3 separate regions of the Pan troglodytes genome follow, and all the other regions are linked to region 1. A link is a contact called in public Hi-C and HiChIP or PLAC-seq data. All regions are on one chromosome and are shown on one strand. Each heading gives the region's core, a stretch centred on a gene start, on an enhancer-like site or on the middle of the called end of the contact. The rest is flanking DNA. Distances are from core to core; before and after follow the strand shown.

The links. A called contact is a pair of places that touch in the nucleus more often than the background predicts. HiChIP or PLAC-seq counts read pairs in DNA pulled down with a chosen protein or histone mark.
Region 2: a contact with region 1 is called in a Hi-C map of induced pluripotent stem cells, with 2.6 times the contacts expected there. The contact joins the promoter of CFAP276 here to the promoter of CELSR2 in region 1. A contact is called at or near these places in 2 of 7 Hi-C or Micro-C datasets (induced pluripotent stem cells and stem cell-derived neural progenitor cells), 1 of 1 datasets of contacts at active chromatin or transcription factors (stem cell-derived excitatory neurons) and 1 of 1 other capture datasets (stem cell-derived neural stem cells).
Region 3: an H3K4me3 HiChIP or PLAC-seq map of stem cell-derived excitatory neurons shows a contact between it and region 1, with 2.8 times the contacts expected there. The contact joins the promoter of TMEM167B here to the promoter of CELSR2 in region 1. A contact is called at or near these places in 2 of 7 Hi-C or Micro-C datasets (both in induced pluripotent stem cells) and 1 of 1 datasets of contacts at active chromatin or transcription factors (stem cell-derived excitatory neurons).

What each region holds. Positions count from the first base shown.
Region 1 is chr1:122,237,739-122,242,102 of NHGRI_mPanTro3-v2.0_pri, forward strand. CELSR2 (cadherin EGF LAG seven-pass G-type receptor 2) reads right to left here and starts at 2,926. Exons shown (of 34, transcript XM_016923898.4): 1 at 1-2,926. The coding sequence starts at 2,385.
Region 2 is chr1:122,375,104-122,379,382 of NHGRI_mPanTro3-v2.0_pri, forward strand. CFAP276 (cilia and flagella associated protein 276) reads left to right here and starts at 1,457. Exons shown (of 5, transcript XM_003308261.5): 1 at 1,457-1,545. The coding sequence starts at 1,501. ELAPOR1 (endosome-lysosome associated apoptosis and autophagy regulator 1) reads right to left here and starts at 1,229. Exons shown (of 23, transcript NM_001280244.1): 1 at 1,186-1,229; 2 at 842-1,050. The coding sequence starts at 994.
Region 3 is chr1:122,397,560-122,401,973 of NHGRI_mPanTro3-v2.0_pri, forward strand. TMEM167B (transmembrane protein 167B) reads right to left here and starts at 2,009. Exons shown (of 3, transcript XM_009427020.3): 1 at 1,868-2,009. The coding sequence starts at 1,877. LOC104001853 (a long non-coding RNA gene) reads left to right here and starts at 2,092. Exons shown (of 3, transcript XR_010159156.1): 1 at 2,092-2,200.

The sequences.
Region 1 (4,364 bases), core at 1,676-4,175:
GGGAATGCCATTGTCCCGAGCAGTAATGGCCAGGGTGTAAGACACTTGGTCTTCGTAGTCCAGCTCAGCCTGGGTGGTGACAGCCCCCGTGTCTGCATCGATGCGGAACTGGGGGATGCTGTCCTCCATGAAGTAGGTGATGCGGGCATTCTCACCTGTGTCCTCATCCGTGGCGCTGATCAGCACCACCGTGGTGCCTGCCGGCCGGTCCTCATTAACATTCACTGTATAGTGGGAGCTCTGAAAGACAGGACGATGGGTGTTGGCGTCGGTGACATTCACCACAATCTGTGCCGTGTCCTGCCGAGTGCCATCGGAGGCGGTAACAGCCAACACATACTGCCGCTCAAGTTTGTAGTCCAGTGGCAGGGCAAGGGATACCAGCCCACCACCACTTTGGCTGGTGATGGAGAAGCGGTTTCGAGTATTGCCACTGGTGATCTGGTAGGTGATGACACTATGAGCATCACGGTCCACAGCTGACACCGTCACCACGCTGGTGCCCACAGCTGCATCCTCATTGAGCCGCACTGTGTACTCTGGTTGGGTAAAGGTTGGATTGTTGTCGTTGACATCCAGGACAGTCACGCTGACACTGGCCGAGGCAGTGAGTGCTGGAGTGCCATGGTCTCGAGCTTCTACCCCAAAGCTGTAGAAATCAACTTCCTCCCGGTCCAGTTCAGCAGCTACAGAGATCCAGCCTGTGCCATTGTTGATGGTGAAGGGGAAGTCATGTCCCACCCCAGCAAGGCGGTATTCCAGGCGGGCATTGTCACCAGCATCAGCGTCGATAGCCTGGACATGGAGAACCAGGTAGCCTAAGGGGACGCTCTCCAGGACAGTAGCCTGGAAAGGGGTGCTGACGAAGATGGGGGCATTGTCGTTGATATCCAGGACCTGTACTGTCACCAAGCCAGAGACATTAGAGAGTGGGGGACGGCCACCATCCTGTGCTCGCACCCGTAGGGTGTACTCCTTGGTCGTCTCATAGTCAAGAGGGCTCACCACATCCAGAGCTCCAGTCTGGGCATCCAGATAAAACTGTCCCCGAGCATTGCCACTCATGATGCTATAGTGCACCAGGGCATTGCTCCCCTTGTCTCGATCCGAGGCTGTGACTCGGAGTACTGGGGCCCCTGGAGTCACATCCTCCCTCACCTGGACCACATAGCGCTTCTCACTAAACTGGGGGGCATTATCATTGTCATCCTCCACAGAAAGGAAAACAGCGGCTGTGGTACTCCGAGGACTCGGGTCCCGACCCTGGTCACTTGCCTCTACCGTCAACTGGTAGGATTCCACCTCTTCCCGATCCACAGGGCCACGGGTTCGGATCACCCCAGAGCGAGGGTCGATCTCAAAGACTTCAGAGGGGCTGCCCCCAGACCCCTCCAGCAGGCGGTACAGAATATTGGCATTGGGAGGGGCATCACCATCCGTGGCCCTGACAGTGAGCACCTCATAGCCAACCTCCAGGTTCTCCCTGAGGCTCTCCTTGTACTCCTGCTGCTCGAACACAGGGTCATGGTCATTGGTGTCAGTAACCAAGATGGTGAGTGTAGCCAGGGCACTTCGTCGGGGCATGCCGTGGTCCTGCGCCGTGACCCTGAAGACGTGGGTGCTCTTGGTCTCACGATCCAGCTCCTCGGCTGTGGTTACTGCACCAGTGACTGGGTCCAGGGAGAAGAACTGGTTGGAGCGGCTATCAAAGAGGGCATCCATGGTGTACTCCAGTCGACCTGCCTCACCCTCGTCCGGGTCGATGGCCCTCAGGGATGCAACAGGGGTGCCTGCTGGCTGGTTCTCCGGCACTGTGGCCTGGTAGCTGGGGGGCTGGAACTGGGGGGCTGTATTTACATTCCTTTTCCGACGCCCACCCAGGGACTCTTCTGGTGACCCTTCCCCTGCCCTGAGCCCGGGGGCCTGTGCCAGCTTGCAGGACTGGCATCTGAGCCGTGGAGCCTTTAAGCACGGGTGCTCCTCGGGCAGTGTGAGCTTGCCCTGTGGGGAAAGGTGGCCTCCAATGCCCAGGAGGCGACAGCTCCAGGGGCAGCCTTCAGGAGCTGGTGGTAGGGGAATATGGGCCCCGGATTCTGGACACCAAACCCTCAGGCCATCGTGGTGGGGTACCAGGTGGCCAGTCAGCTCAGTGCCCGCATCCCTGCAGCGGCTGGTGTAGAGCCAGAGGTTCGACGCTGAGGATGGACAGAGCCAGCCCATGGGGGCGCAGGCCCCCAAAGAGCCTCGTCCCCTGGACCCCAAGGAACGACAGGGCCCCACTTGGTCTCCCAATAGTGGCGGCGGCAGCAGCAGCAGCAACAGCAGCAGCAGCGGCGGCGGCGGCGGCGGCGTTGGGAGGGGGGCGCCGGTGGCCGGGCTCCGCATCTCTCCCAGCTCCCGGCCGGCGGCCGGGTCAACGGCGGCGGCGGCTCCTCCTCCGGCTCCTGCCGGCCCCGCCGCGCCTCATGCCCGGGCCAGGGCGCCAGTCCCCGGGGGCCTCCCGTGCGCCCCGCGGGGCCTGCGTCTGGATGGCTCGGCGGGACCCCGCGCTGCACCCTCCGACGAGCCCGGGCTCCCACCGCCCCCTGAGCCAGACCCGCTCCCGGGTCACCCTGAGCACCGCGGGCTGCCGCCGCGCCTCCACCTGCGCTCCGGGCACTCACCACCTGCGCCCGGGGGCCCCGCGGCGCCCCTGGCCTTGCCGGGCCCCGGGTTCCGGAGCCGGGGTGCCCCCTCCGCCCCTATGGGATCGCCCACCTGCGCCCGCGTAGCCGTGCGCCCCGACCCCGGCCCGGCCCCGGCGGCCCCCGACGGTCCCGCGCCGCCCGCTCGCGCCCCGCGTCCCCGCCGCGGCTGCTGCCTGTCGCCGCGGCCCCGGGCCCAGCCCCGCGCTCCCTCGCCTCCCCGGCGGGCGGGCGAGCTCTGCAGAGTCGCGGCGGCGGCTCATTACCATAGACCTGCTCGCGCCGCGGCCGCCTTAAAGCGGCAACGCCGGCCGCGCTGGAGGAGGTGGGCCCCACCCAGAGCACTCCTCCGCCCGACGCGCCAGGATTCCCTCCAGCAGAACCCTCCATCCCAATTTCCCCAGGCCGGCCTCGCCAGATGCCCGGTGCGAATTAGCGATCGGAAGCCACACAGCCGATGATAATCATGGTGGAAGTACCCTAAGTATGCCTAGAGGTTTCCAAAACATTTTAAGGGCTCTCAGAGGCCAAGTTCCCAGTTCATTCCAGTCATAAAAGCCCTCGTTGCTGTCCCCTCCCATAGGTCAGACAGAGTTAAAAGGGCCCTGAGCAACACAACAAAGCCTCCAAAATCCCAGAGAAGCACCCACAATGAGTCACCGGGCCCACTTGCTCCCTACCCTCCACCCCACCAGCGAGGCTGTGGTCTGACCAGCATGCCCCTTGGGGTCGGGCTGTTGGAAGAATGACCCCAGCCTCATGTTGGACAGCACTTGGGCTTTTCCAGGGAGGTAAATTAGAAGGGTCAGAGTGGGTGGAAGCCAGGTGGTGTAAACACACTATCACCAGATTCGGAGGACGGCTGCGGTGGAGCCTAGCTTTAACACAGGCTTCCTGGATCCTAGACAAGGGGGTTGCACTGCCCCCTGAGGTCCTGTCTAGAGAGGTGGCCTCTCATCCCCTCCTGCCTCCCTGTCCATGTCCTGCGGCTACCCCCTCCTTCCGCCCCAGTTTTGTGACCAGCGAGGAGGCCTACCTGGTACCCGGGCTCCTGACCCTCTCCAAGGCAGCTTCATTTGAGAGGGTGTGCAGGATTCCAGGGGTTCTCCAAGAGGACCAGACATGAAGCTGGACCACACGGAGAGCCAGGCAGGAGCCGTGCAGGCGACCCAGAAAAGGCTTCCCTACATCCTGGAGCAGCCAGGGACCCAGTCAGGTGGTCCCTGGGGGGATGCCCTGGCCTGGGGGGATGCCTGGGCCTGGGTCCCAGCCTCCAACACCACAGCTATGTGACCTTGCTCAAATTCTGTGACTCAATGTCCCTTTTTGTAAAATGAAGGGATTGAATAAGGTGAATGGTTCTCAAATGTTTATTTAGCAGTAGAATTCTTTTCTTCAAAAGAAATCTGAAGTGGAAGGCCAGAATATAGAACAGATGAGTAGTGCTGCTGGGTTGAAGTGAGGGGGTCAGGGCCTTGCCCCTCTCCACCACTCCCCCAACCAAGAAATCCCTGGGCTGCTCTGTGCAACTTGAGGGTCTGGAGGAACCCATGTGAAAAGCACTGGATCAGGTGCTCCCTTCTACCACTGCCCCCGGTCACAGTGGTGCCACTCTCACTGGGTCACAGCAGAGGATCCCCCAGCCCCAGGCCCAAGGAGTGTCTGTGTGACCACACAGTG
Region 2 (4,279 bases), core at 207-2,706, 140 kb after region 1:
TTTTGTTGCTGCTAGTGCCCTTTTGCGTTCCTCCAAGATGACTTTTCAAAAGCTATTTTTGGTTATAAGAGATTGACTACTTATTGTCTGAATTCTGCTTCCAACATATTGGAAATACCTTGAAAAAGACTTTGACATATGTTAAGTCAGAGAAGGAGACTAGAGGTTGGCAGAACACAAGATATTGAAGAACTCAAAATCTGCAAAAAGGTGAGTCGTGTACTGTCAGGTACACTAAACATAGTACGCTGCGGGGAGGCCAAGCTATAAGGAGGAGACACATTTTACAGTCTGCACTAACCGATGTTTAATAAACAAGGAACTAGAGAGCTGGAATCCTATCATCCCTCTCGCACATCTCCCACCTTCACACTCCGTTTTGTGTAGCCGTGATAAAACCACTTCGCTCTGATACTTTTTTCTAGCCTTCCTAACTCCTTTCCTCTCCCACTACTCTTCTTTCCTCTTCCTATTTTGCTTCTCTGTGCATAATCTTTTCTTGTCAACCACTTTTAAGGTGAGTTCAGCCTAACTGAAAAATAACTCGTCTTCCTCCCTCATTCTGAGTTCAGGTACCCAGGTAGCTCCTCTTCTTGGGGCTGGGACCTTTCTCGCTGAGCTCAGCATCCCAATCTGTGAGGATGATCTATCCGTGAGTCCTCCAATGTGCTGGCCTCCTCATGACGCCAGACTGGCTCCTCTTCCCTCCCCCCACGCCTCATCCCCAAAGAAATCTAAACTCCGTGGCGTCTGAAACTCTCTGCGCCTGGGTCCCCAAGGTCTCCGCCTGGATCCAAGACTTTTGTGACCACAGCGGGGTCGGGTAGGGGGGCAGCAGTACCTCTTTGCAGGCGTGAAGCTCCGGTCCCGTTCCCTGGGTCACCTGGAAGGCGGTCCCAGCCCAGAGCAGCAGCCGCAACAGCCGGGGTATGCGCCTCTCAGTTCTTCCCCTGACTCTGGCGGAGAGATGGTGGCTGTGCCCAGGCTCAGCCATAGCGTTGTCCTGAGTGAGCGGCAGTAGCGGCTCAGGTGCTGCGGCTGCTGCTTCTGCTGGCAGAAGGCGGAAAAAAAGGGGAGGGAGGTACACAGGGGGAGGATGCAAGAGGCCAGGCTCGCTCCAGTCACCTCCCTGCGGCTACGCCAACACCGCCCATCCTTCCTCCTCCCTCCGTCCTCTCCTCCTACCCACGTCGCCTTGACAACCGCCTCCTCTCTGGCTCCGCGCGGGTGGGGCAGGGACCACGCGCGCCTCTGCCGCTCACCTGCGGGTCGCCATGGCAGCCGCCGCCGCTGGTGCGCGCGGCGTGGGCGCGGGAGAGCGCGCGCCCGGGGTGCGCAACCGGCCCAACAGGCAGGCCCGGGGCTCGTGTGAAGAACACGGTGGAAGCATCCTCCAAGCCAGCCAACAAATTTCCGTTTTCTACTGCCCTTTCGGGCCAGGGGTTATTTTATGAGCATCTCCGATGTTTCACACGTGGCGTGTGAACCGAGAGAAAGAAGATGGAGAGATCACCCTCCAGACGTCGTCGCCTGGAAGGGGCCCCAGTACGTGTTCCCTCCTACGAAGGCCACTCCTGGAGATCTTACATCCCGCCAAATCCATCCGTGCTTTTACAACCGGCTAGAAGAGAAGCCCCGACACTGTAGTTGATCCGAGTTTAAGCGAGGAGTTTGCCTTAGCCGCAATTTCCCAAGCGCCGCACGTGGGTCTGTCTCTGTCTCTCTCTCTCTCTCTCTCTCTCTCTCTCTCTCTCTCTCTCTCTCTCTCTCTAGACAGGGTCTCACTCTCTCGCCCAGACTGGAGTGCAGTGGCGCGATCTCGGCTAACTGCAACCTCCGCCTTCCGGGTTCAAGAGATTCTCCTGGATTAGCCTCCCGAGTAGCTGGGACTACGGGCGCGTGCCACCAAGCCCAGCTAATTTTTTTCCTACTTTTTGTAGAGACGGGGTTTCGCCATGTTGCCCAGACTGGTCTCGAACTCTTGGGCTTAAGCGATCCGCCCGCCTCCGCTTCCCAAAGTGCTGAGATTACAGGCGTGAACCACCGCGCCCGGCCGTCTTTGGTCTCTTGACATCCTCATTCTCTCATGGCTTTGAAAGCCTTTTGTTAGGTGCGAGGGAGAAGGAAATTTCTGGGTCATCTTTCAGGACTTCTTTCCTCAACTGAAGTCTTTTGCAGAAGTCCTGATGGTAAGCAGCCAGCACTTTTCCGCCGAGGCTCAGGAGTGCAATTCCAAGTCTCGGGGCCCGCTCAGCGGAACGTTCCCTCTGCAGTCCCTGGAGCTTCCTCCCCAGGGGCCTCCCGTGGTCAGCCGCCAGGTGGCGCCCTCCTCTGAGGGAATTCCTCTGTCATAGATGGCTGGGCAGTTGCCTGGCAACCGAAACCAGCGCTCCAAACAATTGGGACCCGGGATCTTATGCCAGTGAGGCTGTGCTGCGGCTGAGCGGGCCTCCCATCCCTCTTAAAAGAGTTAGGCATTTAGGCATGCCTCCCACCCGGGACCCTTTCCAGCAGCCTACATTAGATAACGATGATTCCTACTTAGGAGAACTGCGGGCTTCCAAGGTACTGTGGTTTCTTGCGCAGATTCCCAGTAGGGTCGCCGGTAGTCTTCTTTCTGTCTGTGTGATGAGCAGAGATGGTAACATAAAGGACTCTGGTGAAGACACTCAGTCGGGTACCAGGGAAGTCTGTTTTCTGCCTGCCTCCCTATCTCCATATTCAAGTCGGCTAACGTTTCAGAGGCGTTTTTGAGCAGAGGAAAGTAGAGCTCTAGTCTAGAGGAACAAGGGGCTCTGGCAGCTCAAATCAATTGTGAGTATAATTATGGCAGTGCCCAGGTTCCTTCAAGCTACCCATTTCCCTATTTGGAAGACTGTTCTCTGAAGAGAAATGAGATATGGAGTGGGAGAGAATCCTCTGAAAGCCACCAGAGGTCATGCTTTACACATCTGTGTTCACACTGTCTCTGTCTTCTGGTTAATGCCACAATATGTTTGTTATGTGTGTGTTTAGCATGATGGTGGACACTGATTTCGGAACTTAGATGATCTTTTTTCTGGTAGAAGTGATTGGGATATATGAAGTGGTGCACAATAAGATGAATTAAGTGGTAATTGTGGTCTAATAACAATATTGAGAGCCCCTTTTTATTTATTCAATACTTATTTACTATAAGCCAGACACTCTGCTAAACGCCAAGGATATATAAATAAATTAGATGTAGCTTCTGCTGTCAAGGAACTCTAGTAGTAAAGAGAGACCTACAATAGCAAAAATGCTTGCACAATAGCACATGTTGTGACAGAGTTGTGTGCAGGGTGCCGTGAGAACCAGGAACTTAAAGGAAAGCTTCACAGAACAGATGCATTTTGATGTCCAAATATGAGTTAGGTAGGCCAGGTGAGGGAGTGGATAGAATGTGAGTTAGGAAGAAGGAAACAGGAACCAGATATGCAAGGCAAAGGAAGCAGCAGGTGCAAATACATGGAAAGGAGAGAGAGAATGGCTTATTTGGGGAACTGCAAATAGTCCAGAAGGGCTGGAGTGTAGGCGTGCAATGGAAGCACTCAGAAATCAGAGCTGGAGAGATGCCCTTGGTTGGCTGGGTGTGCTGTGTACACCATGCTAGCTAGCTATGGTTTCATCCTAGGGATGTGAGGAATCATTGTGGGATTTTTTTTTTTTTTGAGACAGGGTCTCCTTGCTCTGTCACCCCAGCTGGAGTGCACTGGTGCAATCTTGGCTTACTGCAGCCTCGAACTCCTGGGCTTAAGCAATTCTCCCACCTCAGCCTCCCAAGTAGCTGGGACTACAGGTGATGCCACCACACCCGGCTAATTCTTATTTTATTTTTTTGTAGAACCAGGATCTTCCTTTGTTGCCCAGGCTGGTCTCAAACTCCTAGCCTCAAGTGATCCTCCTGCTTTGGCCTCCCAAAGTGCTGAGATTACAGGCATGAGCCATGGGTCCCAGCCCCATAGCAGGATTTTAAGTACCACAGTGACACAATCAGATGGGTGTTTTAGGAAGCACAAGTGGCAGCAGACTGGATAGGATGAGAGTGAGACAAGAGGGATCAGCTAGGAGGCAGGTGAGGTGATCTCCAGGAGGAAGAGTAACAGATCTACAGCAGTGCCACAGGGGGTGGCGATCAGGTGCAGATGTGAGAAAGGTGCACAGGGCAGGACTGACAGGACTTGGGGACCGACCGGACATGAGCCCAAGAGAGGAGGTGAGTCTAGGATAACTGCTGGGTTCCTAAGGGTTTAATTCTGAG
Region 3 (4,414 bases), core at 759-3,258, 160 kb after region 1:
AGGGGGAGCCAGGATCCTGGGACTAACACGATTATTTTACTGTTCCCAAAAATTGCTTGTAGGAGGAAGGGGGATCAATTGAGCCCAGGAGTTCGAGGCTGCAATGAACTACGATCATGCCACTGCACTGTAGCCTGAGCAACAGAGTGAGACCTCAACTCAAAAAAAATTTTTTTTTTTTTTTTACATCCCCTTTACTAAAATGTCACTGGTCCTTCCCCTCACCTTTCAAGAAGTAGAAATCCTGGGCAGAAATTAGCATCCCAGGAATGACTAGTGTTGGCAATAGATTGAGACATATGAATCCTTAGAGACTCAGCACAGAGAATTTAACATGTTCTTGTTATAAATCACTCATATGATAAAGGAGAGCTAGATATGTAGCCAAAACTGTCAGATGTGCAACTGTTGGTGAAGAATATGTTAAGGCAAAAAATTAAGCTTAATGAAAGTTGCAAGAGTAAGAACCCACATGACTACAATTTTCCTATCATCTTACACTTTATGGATGATACTCTAAGAAACCGAATTTCTGCCAGAATAATAACAGATTTTTCTAAAACAAAGAAAAAGGATCTAAGGCTTCAACATAGAAAGCTTTAACTTCTTAGCTCTGTTTCTTAAATACATAAACCAAGCTTATTTCTTGTACAGGGAAGCACAATGAATCACCTAATTGCAAAAAACAAGAAGATATTGGACCACAAAATGGGGGAAGAATGACTAAAATTTATTCAGCAACTACCGTGTCAAACTGCTGTCTTACTTCCTGGTTCAGATTCTGTCTTCCTCTGGGTAAATTCCCTTTTCTTACTGTGCCTAGTATTCTGAGACCTCTGACTTCCCAGGAAGCTCCAAATGAATATTATATATAACCAGTGTCCGCCAGTTCTAGATCACACTACCTCTCTTCCTCCAGTAAAACTGTCTCACAGCTAAGGTGTCACTAAGAAAGGGTCCAGCAAATTAATACATACACTAAGGTTTTCTGAGGAACTATACCTTCACGTGCTACCCCTTTTCTCTCATAAGTTTCTGCAGACAATGTCAAAATTCACAAGGAGGTTAAATTCGAGTCTTCAGTGCCAGGTCTATGGACAAAGTACTTTTGAGAAATGCTTTTCGGAGCCCCTCGAATCATCGTAATGCCTAAAAGGCTTTCTCTTCTCCTTTCCTGTAAGGTTGACGCTAAAAATCATGAAGGCCCTCCTTCCTGTCCTCCTCTGGAATTCAGAATTCATAAAGTGTTTGAAGAGGCCTGGAAAATTAGGTCAGATAAACTGCCTCATCATCTAGAAGAGGCAGTGTCTAAATCCACCCCTTGCAACACTAGTCAGGGTCTCCACGTGGGATCACCCCGCCAGGACTTTAAAATAGAAATCTTTCCGGTATTTTTCCATAAGAAGAAGCTTTTGTGGGGTCTACATTCACCAGCACCCCCAAAAGTGTGGGACTTGATATTCTATGTCATTTATTGGCCCTCTCAACAAAACTACGGTCCGAAAGCATGAGAACGCAGGGAGCTGGGAGGAGGAGCCTCTCTCTTCCCCGGGTTTAAATAGCAGTAGTACCTCTGGGACTGACCTCTCCAAGGGCCAGAAAGAACTAAGAAAAAGAAAAGGGAAAGCAAAGCATAGGGATAGATAACTCGAGGTGTGAGCATAAGAGGCACTGGGGGTCCTAGATGAATATGGGAAGGGGGAACCCGTAGAGGAGTATAGGGGTACAGAAGTTAGGGGCGTCGAGAGACCAAGGGGGGCCGGGCTGGGAGGGGGCGGGGAGAACGGCCACGTCAGTCCCGGCCCCGCCCGCCACGTTTTCCCTTCGTCCTTCACTCCCACCCTCCGCTAAGGGCATCAGTTCTCACCGTTCGTCATGGCGGCTGGCCCTGGACCTGGGTAGGGGGTCCGGGTTCAGTGGTAATAGCGGCGGAGATGGGGGAGCGCCCGCTTGACACTTCCCGATCCGGGCCGAGGCGACTGGAAGAAGCCGTAGTACGCAGGAGCAAGGGCCGAGAGGCGAGCGCCGAACGCTATCAGGAGTGGCTAGCCGATTGTCGAGCTCGGGAAACTGCGTGTTTACGTAGGGTAAGAAGAACGCTATCCCGGAGGCTTCCTACTTGGCCGTGGTAACTAAGTCTTTTCTGCGTGCCCCTGCGGGCGTAGGGCTGGGGCTGGCCCGCGTCAGTGTGTTTGAAAAGGTAAAGGCTTGTAGTTTTGTAGTTTATTTTGCGCCGTGGCGGCTGCTGTGTGTAAGCAGCAGCCTACCTATGAGGTTTTCATCGTCCTGGGCTTCCACTTGAGAGAACTCCAGCACCGCGGGTGAAGAAGCCGCACCTGCGGCCTCCGTGACTGCCCTTGAGCTGCTCTTCCTTACTCCGGATGGAAATCTAGTCAGACTGCGTCTGAACGTTGCAAATGAAATGAGGAACCTTGTAACAAAAACAAGTCGCGGCCGGGCGCGGTGGCTCACGCCTGTAATCCCAGCACTTTGGGAGGCCGAGCCAGGCGGATCACCTGAGGTCGGAGTTCGAGACCAGCCTGACCAACAAGGAGAAACCCCGTCTCTACTAAACATACAAAATTAGCCGGGCGCGGTGGCTCATGCCTGTAATGTAATCCCAGCTACTCGGGAAGCTGAGGCAGGAGAATCGCTTGAACCTGGGAGGCGGAGGTTGCGGTGAGCCGAGATCGCGCCATTGCACTCCAGCCTGGGCAACAAGAGCGGAAACTCCGTCTCAAAAACAACAACAACAACAACAACAAAAACCAAGTCGCATCTTTCAGATCCTAAAGCACCACGTCGTCGGAAAACATTCAAATGGTTGCCCGTTTGCTTGTGTGAATTTTTCTTTTCCTTAAACTATCAGGAGAATCTCTATTCTCCTGCATTTAATTAATGCTGGGTTCACTTCAGCCACTTTAACCAGAAATCGGCGATATCTAGACACCGCTTCTCTGGGGACACTTTGACAACGTGACAAAAGACATTGCCAGTCTAATGATGGGGGTGGGGTGGAGGAGACGAAAGTTCAGATTCAGATTTGCATACTGAAATCCTTAATTGCACACAACTCGGCCCGCTTTATTAGAGTTCGGGCGGAAGTGCGACACCGAGTCCTCCAAGGCTAACTGGAGGGTTAAATTATACGGTTACTAATCCGCCGTGCTTGTCAAGGGCCTAAAGGGACTCTGCCCCTTTCTGCTGCAGTGCCATCTGCTGGCTGCAGCCTGCTTGGTTACCCAGAGGGAAAACTGCCAAAGCATCCTCTGGAAGCTGGCCTGGAAAGACAAGCCAAAGTCTAGTGCAGGACAGATGCCTTGAGGAAATATACATATATGCAGAAAGAAAAAAAAAAAAAAAGACGGCGTATATACGGGACAAAACCTAGGACAAGGCCAGGCAGCCACTCAGATTATATATATGTTTGCACATTCACACACAGACAAATTCCCCTGCCCAAAAGAACTGTTCAGGACCACTCAAAAACAAAACAGAACAAAAGCTCTATTGTTTAGGCCTTCGAATCCTTCATCAACCATTGTCTAAAACAGCAGCAGCTGGCCGGGCGCGGCTCCCGCCTGTAATCCCAGCACTTTGGGAGGCCGAGGCAGGCGGATTACCTGAGGTCAGGAGTTCAAGACCACCCTGACCACATGGTGAAACCCCGTCTCTACTTAAAAAAAAAAAAAAAGAAAGAAAGAAAAAAAGAAATACAGAAATTAGCCTGGCATGGTGGCGTGCGCCTGTAATCCCAGCTACTCGGAAGGCAGAGGCAGGAGAATAGCTTGAACCCGGGAGGGAGAGGTTGCAGTGAGCCGAGACAGCACCACTGCCCTCCAGCCTGGGCGACAGAGCGAGACTCCATTTCAAATAATAATAATAACTGCCCCTCTTTGGCCGGGCGCGGTTGCTCACGCCTGTAATTCCAGCACTTTGGGAGGCCGAGGTGGGCGGATCACCTGAGGTCGGGAGTTCGAGACCAGCCTGACCAACATGGAGAAACCCCGTCTCTACTAAAAATACAAAAGTAGCCGGGCATGGTGGCACATGCCTGTAATCCCAGCTACTTGGGAGGCTGAGGCAGGAGAATCGCTTGAACTGGGGAGGCAGAGGTTGCGGTGAGCTGAGATACTGCCATAGCACGCTAGCCTGGGCAACAGAGTGAAACTCTGTCTCAAAAAAAACAAAGAAAAGAAAAAAAATTGCCCCTCTTGTAATCCTACAGCCATCACCTTAGTAATTTTGCTATATTGGTAGTCTTTAAGTATCAATTATGTCCTCACAACAATGAAAACTTACATTTTTATAACATTTTGACATTTTCAAAACAAACACACCTTGTCATATGATCTTATTTAACCCTCACAACTGCCTGATTACCCCTGTTTTAGAAATAAACCAAGGTTTAGGG